Linked DNA regions of Sus scrofa: region 1 is linked to region 2. A link is a contact called in public Hi-C data. All regions are on one chromosome and are shown on one strand. Each heading gives the region's core, a stretch centred on a gene start, on an enhancer-like site or on the middle of the called end of the contact. The rest is flanking DNA. Distances are from core to core; before and after follow the strand shown.

Evidence for each region. A called contact is a pair of places that touch in the nucleus more often than the background predicts.
Region 1: a Hi-C map of fetal liver shows a contact between it and region 2, with 1.8 times the contacts expected there. The contact joins the promoter of ECT2 here to the enhancer-like site in region 2. A contact is called at or near these places in 10 of 47 Hi-C or Micro-C datasets (alveolar macrophages, blood, embryonic fibroblasts and 5 more) and 2 of 2 datasets of contacts at active chromatin or transcription factors (alveolar macrophages and skeletal muscle).

What each region holds. Positions count from the first base shown.
Region 1 is chr13:111,246,436-111,250,787 of Sscrofa11.1, reverse strand. ECT2 (protein ECT2) reads right to left here and starts at 2,573. Exons shown (of 26, transcript XM_021069804.1): 1 at 2,424-2,573.
Region 2 is chr13:111,157,821-111,162,384 of Sscrofa11.1, reverse strand. All of the region lies in intron 3 of NCEH1 (neutral cholesterol ester hydrolase 1), which reads left to right. Among named protein-coding and RNA genes, the nearest start is that of NCEH1, 47 kb to the left of the region's middle. Within about 2 kb of position 2,759, at least 1 of the 83 cell types and tissues checked has an H3K27ac peak or open chromatin away from gene starts, as enhancers often do. A contact at or near this core is called in fetal liver, where this site is marked.

The sequences.
Region 1 (4,352 bases), core at 1,324-3,823, 89 kb before region 2:
GTCTCAACTCTGCAATTAGTAGGTTAAGCCTCAGAGCCTTAGTTGCTACATTCAGTAAGAGAGATAACAGAATAACTCAAATACAAATCTGATAAACACTGAAGAGATGATGTTTTCATTTTATTTTATTTTTATTGTTAGGGCCACACCTGCAACATAGTTAGTTAGCAGGCTAGGGGTTGAATAGGAGCTGCAGCTACTGGCCTATGCCACAGCAATGCCATATCCAAGCTCCATCTGTGACCTACACCACAGCTAACAGCAAAGGCAGATCTTTAACCCACTAAGCGAGGCCAGGGATGGAACCCGCATTCTCATAGATACTAGTCGGGTTCGTTACCACTGAGTCACAAGAGGAACTCCCTAGATGTTTTTAAATGAGTGACAATTATCATTCTCATATACTATTGTAAGTGTGGACATCATTTATTGTCTTACTGTACATCCATGTCTATCATTACTCTAAGGCTCTCCAAAGGAGTGCACCAATAGTTGTTAACAAGAGTCTTTACTTAGAATCAATGATAAATTCTTTACAGCCCTTATTTTTTTTGTTAACTCTCTTACACTTAAATGTTTCCAATGAAAAAGAAAGGCTTTAAATAGGCTTTCATTTAAAATTCCCCCAAAAGAATGTTAAAAAGAAAATGAAATGAACTAGCCGGAGTTCCCCTGTGGCTCAGTGGTAACGAACCCAACTAGCATCCATCCCTGGCCTCGCTCAGTGGGTTAAAGGATCCAGCACTACCTTGAGCTGTGGCGTAGATCACAGACAAGGCTTGGATCTGGCATTGCTATGGCTGTGGAGTAGGCCAGCAGGTTTCTATCCTTAGCCAGAGAACTTCCATATGCTGTATGCAGCAAGCACAGCCCTAAAAAGAAAAAAAAAAAAAAGAAAGAAAGAAAGAAAAGAATTAGCCTGCTTTAAGGAATGGAGGAGGGAGACCTTAATAAATCAAAAACACCCTGAGTTTATATTTTTCACCTATGCTTCTCTGTTTAACAGGTGGGCGGTTATAAATTAAAATTGTTGAGCCCGTCCTGGCTCAGCGGAAACAAATCTGACTAGTATCCACGAGGACACAGGGTCCATTACTGGCCTTGCTCTGTTGGTTAAGGATCCAGCGCTGCCGGTGTAGGTCACAGACCTACTGGGATCCTGTGTTGCTATGGCTATGGTGTAGGCCAGCAACTACAACTCTGATTCCACCCCTAGCCTGGGAAGCTCCATATGCCACAGGAGTGGCCATAAAGAGAAAAAAAAAAATTTGAAATTGTCTGTGATGATAACTGTACATGACCAATTTATTGCCAAAACAGCTTTAAAATTTAGAAAGAGCTGTATAGTAAACTGATGACACAACAACCAACAGTCTGATTACAGACTGAAATACACTAATGGCATTTTCACATTCATGTATTCTGTAAGTTTTTAAATAAACACAAAAGAATTAGTGTTTATAAACTCATACAGATTATTTCTCAACTGAGCACATACTCAAGGAGCTTCTGATAAATACATACTACAACACATGCCTCTTTTCATCACGAAGATAAAAGCTGTCATTTAAATATTCACTTTGTTTTCTTTTACTTTTTTTTTTTAGGCAATCATCTGTCAGGGTGGAGGAGCTAAATGCCCTACTGGTTTTATTGGTGGTGTTACTGACAATAACGTGATTGCTAACATATATGACACTTGATTAACAAGTAACTTAATATGCGGCATTGTTCTAAATCTTAAGACAGTGTCCTTAAACATCTAACTTGCGTTTAATCTTTGCGACAATTCTAAGAGGCAGGTTCTATTACCATATCCATTTTTTAGATCAAGAAACCTAAAGCAGAGAGACCAACACCCCCCAGGTCAAACTGTTAGTAGCAAAACAAGGATTCAAATCCCGGCTGAGTCCCGAGGCTGCACTTTTTGAACCACTAAACCATACTTATCTGTACCCAGCGTGGGGCGCCAAATGGGCGGGCGTTTTACAGAAATACTAGAAACTAAACTTCCCACAGAGAAGACGCCGGAGAAGAATCCAAAAGGGAAACCACTAAGTAATCTGAGATAAGCTCCCAAAGGCCGCAGCTGCCGGCCCCTAGAACCACAGCGGCCAGTGCGGCTCTCCAAGACCCTCCTCCCAACAGCTGCCCCCTTCGCCTAGAACCTCTTTAACAGAAAGCATCCAATTCGGTGACCGGTGAAGCTTAGCAGCCAGGTGGACTTCGGGCTCCCACTCCTCCTCCCGGCCCCCGCTGTTGGCAACCCGGCCGAAAGTTTCCCAAAGCCGAGAAACCTGGGCTGGGAGCTCCGGAATTCGCGGTCACCGGGGCGGGGCCCTGGGACACGAACTGAGCGGCCCGCTGCTCCGGGATCGCCAACCCATTCCCACCTCCGCCTCCCACACCTACAGAGCCCTCACCACGCTCTAAAGACGCCCTGAAAGTTCCACCACTTCAAACACCAAGCCTTCTCACCGTTACCGCCATTCCTCGCCGGCGGCCACTGCCAATTCAAAAAAGCAAACCGCTCTCTCCAAAAGCCATGCCGATTGGCGCGTGATGTCAACCTCCCTCCCATAGGCTGGAGCCTCTAGGGGGAGGTGATTGGCCGCTGTTCTCCGCCCACCTCCCCGCAAGCGCCGACTGATTGGTTGTGCGTGTGTTTCAAATAAACCCAACGGCTCCGACGTCGGAACGTCGGGAATGGGTAAAGAAGTGCCCGGATGTGACCAGAAGATGGCGGTAGTGGCTACTGGGCTTCTGTGGGAGTAGCAGGTGTGTCTATGGCTACCGCTTGTTTTTTCAGTAAACATCCTATTTCGTAAGGAAGGTTTAAGTTCCTCAAAAAAAACTTTTTCACCAAATCCTTTAAACTTAATCAGTGCCTTGATAGATGAATTTTCCCCCATTGCTTCTTGTGAGCTCTTTAAGAGTTTTCTGCTTGTAAACTTTTTGCTTTAAATTTTTAGTTTGGTTGTGGAGTTTGGGGTTTGGTTACTGTGTTGGCCTGGCAGGGCTGAGGACAAGGGAACTCGCCGGCACTCCAGGTGGACTTCAAATCAGCAGCCGCTTATTTAAATCCTGATTTATGCAAAGCAAGTGTGTCTGGATTAAGGAATTTCACCGGTGATTAGAAAAATAAATTCTTAGTGTTTCCAGGACTTCCTCCCTCCCTCTCTCCCTTCCTCCCTCCCTCTCTCCCTTCTTGCACTTGAACAGTTGTAAAAATATATTACGAGATTCTAGAATCTCCTGGAGTTAAAGTAAATTGCTTCCAGTTGCCCCCCTCCCCCTACACACACACCCTGAGATTTGCTCCTTTCCTCTGAGGTCTAGCCAAGAATTTGTTTTTCCAGTAATTACTATTGCTATAATGAAAATATTTTATTTTCTTCATTTCTAAATATAATGCCCTGTAATACAACCTCTTAAAAATTTGCTTCCCAAAGATCAGTTTTGCATAGTCCCTACCTAATCCTTGGTTTAAATAAAGGAAGAAAGGACAATCTATTGCTGGAAGCTTAAATTTTCATAAGAGGAGGAAAACGTGTATTTTGGAATGTAACACTTCTGCACAACTGAAAGGGTCGTCAGGATTTAGAATTTTTCCTAATTTTGTCAGGTCACTTAGAAAGCCTAAGAAGTTTATAACACATTCCACAAAATGAAAGAAACAGTCTGGTAATTATTTGTTTCCCTTTATAATTGAAGAATACTTACAGTCTGCCCCTCATTTAATGTCATGATAACTGTTAGGGCAAAAGAAAAGAAAACCAGTAATTGAAATTTCACTTTGGAATGTGCTTGCATACTTCAACTAGGGTGTGCCCCAGCATTCCAAAAAGCCTCATCACTGAAAATGTATTAAGCTAGTGAAGAAAGCAACCTGTGCATTGATCCCTTTTAGGGTTTGCGCCCAAATCTAATAATTGCCCATAAGATATCACCATGCAAATTGTGTACTAGCTTAACAAAAGCTGTGCTTGATTTCCTTTTCAGGGTTATATGGCAGTTTGACTAGCAAATAAACAAGTAATACAGTCTTCTAACATTTCCTAACTATGTTACATCCTTTTCCATTTTCTAGGCATGTAACCTCAAGCAAGTTATTTAACCTCCCTATGCCTTGGTTTGAGTTTATATAAAAAAGTTTATATAAAAGTTTACATAAAAAAGTTAATATATGTAATTAAAACATATTCTGGCATATAAGAAACATTGAATAGATGTTAGCTGTTAGTAATTCTACTACTTTTACTGGTACTGTGGATGCTGCTAGTACCATTACTGTTATCTCAGCTGAGGCCCTTTAATTTCCAGATGTAATGGATGGTTCTCTATACTGCCTT
Region 2 (4,564 bases), core at 1,510-4,009:
CAATTGCAGTGATGGTAATATATAAAAATCATGGTACCTACTCCGTGGCAGGCATTGTGCAGGTGCTATAATGAACATTGTCTCTCCTCCTTCAGATCTTTGCTCAAATATCATTCTCTCAACAGCACTTCCTTGACCCGTACTTAAAACTGCAGTCCATTTTTCTTCTGCTTCATTTTCTCCAGAATTGTCATCAACATCCAGCAGGCCATATATTTAACTTATTATATTGTATTGGGTAGAAATAGACAATATAAGTTACATGAAGGTAGAGTTTTAGGGATTTTTGTCGGTTCTGTTCATAGCTGTCATCAGTGTTTGGCAATGTCCCTAGCTGATAGTGGACATTTGTGATATTATGATCTGTAAGAAATATATATTTGGTCATTCAGATGACAAACTCTATTTTTTGCATATACTTGGTCTTTGTCCAAAGTCCTTGGCTCACAGCTCCCCCAAATCCTTGAAATTTCCTAAGTCTCCAGAGTGTTAAAAGTGCTTTTTGTTATGTAAATGAGGTGACTTTTAGAAGTGCCTAAGGATGGGGGGCTGATTGCCAGGAGAACCAACCCTGTGATTAGAGGGTTGGAACTTTTCTGCCTCCTGACCTCCAGGGAGGGGAGAGGGCTTGGAGGTTGAATCAGCCGCTAATGGCTAGTGATGAAGCCATCATGACTCTGTAATGAAGCCTGCACAAAACCCCGAAGGACAGGGTATGGAGAGCTTCCACTTGGTGAACATGTGTAGACTTGGGGAGAGTAGCACTGGAGCAGGCATTGACCGTCCATGCCTCTTCCCACATACCTTGCCCTCCACATCCCTTCCATCTGACTGTTCCTGAATTGTATCCTTTTATAACAGATCAGTAATGTAGTAAGTAAAATGTTTCCCTGAGTTCTGTGAACTGCTCTAGCAAATTAATTGAACCTGAGGAGGAGGTTGTGGGAAGCTCCGATTTCTAGCCAGGTGGTCAAAAGTACAGGTAACAACCTGGACTTGGGATTGGCACCCTGAGTTGGAGGGGATTGTTGGAAATTTAGCAATCTATAGCCAGTTAGTGAGAAGCAAGTGATAACCTGACCTTCGGACTGATATCTGAAGTTGAGGGGTCCTATAGTTTTGTAGGACTGAACCCTTAATCTGTGGAATCTGATGATATTTCTAGGTAGAGATTGTCAGAAATGAGTTGAAATATAGGACACCCAGCTGGTGTCTGGATCATTGCTTGCTGGAGGTTGGAATTTAGTCTCAGAACACCAAAAGAGCATTTAATTAGTATTTACAGAATGAGTAAATGAATGGAGAATCTTGTTTAATTCTCATATAAAATCGCCAATATAAATATTTTGATAATGGAGTTCCCGTAGTGGCTCAGTGGTTAGCAAATCTGACTAGGAACCATGAGGTTGCAGGTTCGATCCCTGGCCTCGCTCAGTGGGTTATGGATCTGGTATTGTCGTGAGCTGTGGTGTAGGTCACAGATGTGGCTCGGATCCCATGTTGCTGTGGCTGTGGAGTAGGCCAGCAGCTGTGGCTCTGATTGGACCCCTAGCCTGGGAACCTCCATATGCCATGGGTGCGGCCCTAAAAAAAAAAAAAAAAGACAAAAAAAAATTTTGATATTTTCCTCATAAATGAGGAAATTGAGAACCCAAAGGTTAAGTGAGCTGCCTGAGGTCACATGGCTAGTTAGTCACATAGATAGAGTGGGGAATTGAGCTAGGTGGAATTGCTCCCCAGTTCACTATGCCTCTTTGACTCAGTGTCAAACTAATATTGAGGGAAGCTAAGGATGCTGAGTGACAGGGTTATGGCAATATCACCCACTTTCCATGCCCCAAGCTTATCCAGCTGTCCCCTTCCCTCTGTGCTCCCATTCATAGCTCATCTTGTCCTTGCCCCTACTCCATATCTGAGACCTAAGAGAATTCTTGCTTCTCTTGGAAAGGCTGGCTCCTCTGACTCTGTGAACAGGACCTTTGGAATCAGAGTGGTGCTGGGGCTGCCTCCTCAGCAGATTTGGTTCTGGGAAGCTCTGGACAGCTCCCAGGCTGCCCTGAATCCTCAGCTGGGCCTCCCTGATCACTCAAGGGCCCTTGGTGCAATTTTGTAATGCAGGGACCTTCAAGCAAATGATTGTATCATCTGGCTAGGCAGTTGGCCAGAGGAAGGCAGGGGTTGTTTAAGTAGCTGAACCCCATTATGGAGCAAGGCTCTGTAGCTGGGTGCTGGTGAACCAGCCTCATGGCCTCTTCAGTGGTTTCCTGTGTAGCTCCAGCTCTTCCCAGGCCCAAGAAAAGGAGGCAGGGTAGACTTGCTTTATTGGCACCATGAGGATTCTCCACACAAACCTTATCCTCCAGGGCTAATCTAAGCAACTGACAACATGCTTAACTCTTCTTGCATGCCCTTCTCCACCTGTCAACACCTGTCTCCAGTTAAACAGGTGTTATTTTAAGTCTAGGCTTATCATAAAACAGGATTTCTTTTTTAAACAAAGTGTTTAATTAATTAATTAATTAATTTAGCCCTACCTGAGGCATGCAGAAGTTGTGGGGCCAGGGATCAAACCCTTGCCACAGCAGTGCCAACACCAGGTCCTTAACCTTCTGAGCCACCAGGAAACTCTAAAACAGGGTGTTTTTAAGGATATATTTTTAAAAGGGGCCTGCTTTTATCTTCACTCCCCACTGTGCAAATCTATTCACCGTAGCATCCAGTATATCAGCAGATTAGCATCATAGCAGTGGGCATGTACCATTACTCAAGGCTGTATAATCTCAGATAAGTCATTTAACCCCATGTGCAAAGGAAGGGTTAGGAATCCCTCCCTACTGGGAACAGAAATCATATCTTCTTTCCTTTGGGTCCCCAGCACCTGGGTATAAGGCTTGAACATGTGTGTTAAATAAGTATATTTTGAGTTGGGTTAATGACTTCAAAGAGTTGTTATGAGAATCATTTTGAACATTTGAGATAAAAGGGCTTCAGGTACTCTAAAGCACTAGACAAGTCTGGAGGATTAGTGCTCTAGACTATAGAATAGAAGAAAGGTCCAACTTACAAATTTGTTTATCATCTGTGTATTTGGAACTCACAGTACTTTTTTTTTTTGCAGAAATAATGATAAGGTGATTAGGATCCATCTGGGCCAGCCAGCCCACAAAGAGCTACATCACTCATGCTTTAGTTGAGGTACAGCCAATGTCATATAGTCATATAGTTTCTGCTCTCATGCAGTTTACAGTCCAGATGAGACAGCAAACCTTGAACAAGCAATGCTGAGTGTGACAGGTGATGTGAAGTAGAAAGGGTAGTAATAACAGAGGCATCTAATAGGTAAGAACTTACCTAGTTTGAAGGCTCAGAATTGAGGTTTGAATTGAACTCCTAAGAAAGAGCACAACCAAGTTAGACAGAGTGAGTTGGTCATGGATGTCCAAAAGGGTGTAATGAGAGGGCTTGGGAGGAAGGGAGGAGGCAGAGAGCACTAAGCTCTGCTCTCCCTTCTGAATGACTGGTAGTCAAAGCTATCTCAAGGGCCAGTTTTGAGAGTAGAAACAGAAGGGAATCCCCTTCCAGGCTTTATGCACAGATCTCATTGGACAAATGTAAAGGGAAACAAACATCCATTCACGACAATTCCACTTTTATGCAATTTTACTGTGTGTTCTTTTTTTTTTTTCTTTTTGTCTTTTTGTCTTTTTTCTAGGGCTCCACCCATGGCATATGGAGGTTCCCAGGCTAGGGGTCTAATCAGAGCTGTGGTCACTGGCCTATGCCAGAGCCACAGCAACACAGGATCCGAGCCGCGTCTGTGACCTATGCCACAGCTCACGGCAATGCCGGATCCTTAACCCACTGAGCAAGTCCAGGGATCGAACCCGCAACCTCATGGTTCCTAGTCAGATTCATTAACCACTGAACCATGACGGGAACTCCTGCTGTATGTTCTTTTAATGGAAAGGAAGCTTCTACCTGCTAGAGGAATGAATAGGTTCTTCCTCTGGGGTTGTCTCCCTCAAATAGCACAATACGAATGTAATTGTTGATTTGTTTCAGGTTACCCCTACTGAACCTGTGGGTTCTTTAAGACTGAGGAGAATATTAACCTTAAAAATGTTCATTAGGTGAATCTCCTGAGCTCTTCTTGGGAGATGGTGAAAAAGAAAAAAAAGAAAAAAAAAAAAAAAAAAAAGGCCGGAAAAGAAATGTTGATTTTTTCTCACTCCTGAATCAAATAGAAGTGTAATGTCATTTCAGAATATCACATATATCTTTCACCTAACTTCTGGCAATAATGAAGGAAAGTAAGAAATAAGGATAGATGATCCTGAGAGCCTTCAGGGAGGTTTGTGGATCCTTGGTTCTCCTGGAATTACCTCTCCTACAGCTGCTCCTCAGGCTTATCCTCAAGGTCAACAGGAGTGGGTAGTGGTCATGGCTTTGCGACATGTGGGGTGTAATATATATTATGTAATGTAATAATAGATTCTACATAACCACAGAGTCATATATAATCTGAGGAAGCTGGGTGGGCAAAGGTTGGGCCAGTCCTGGTAAT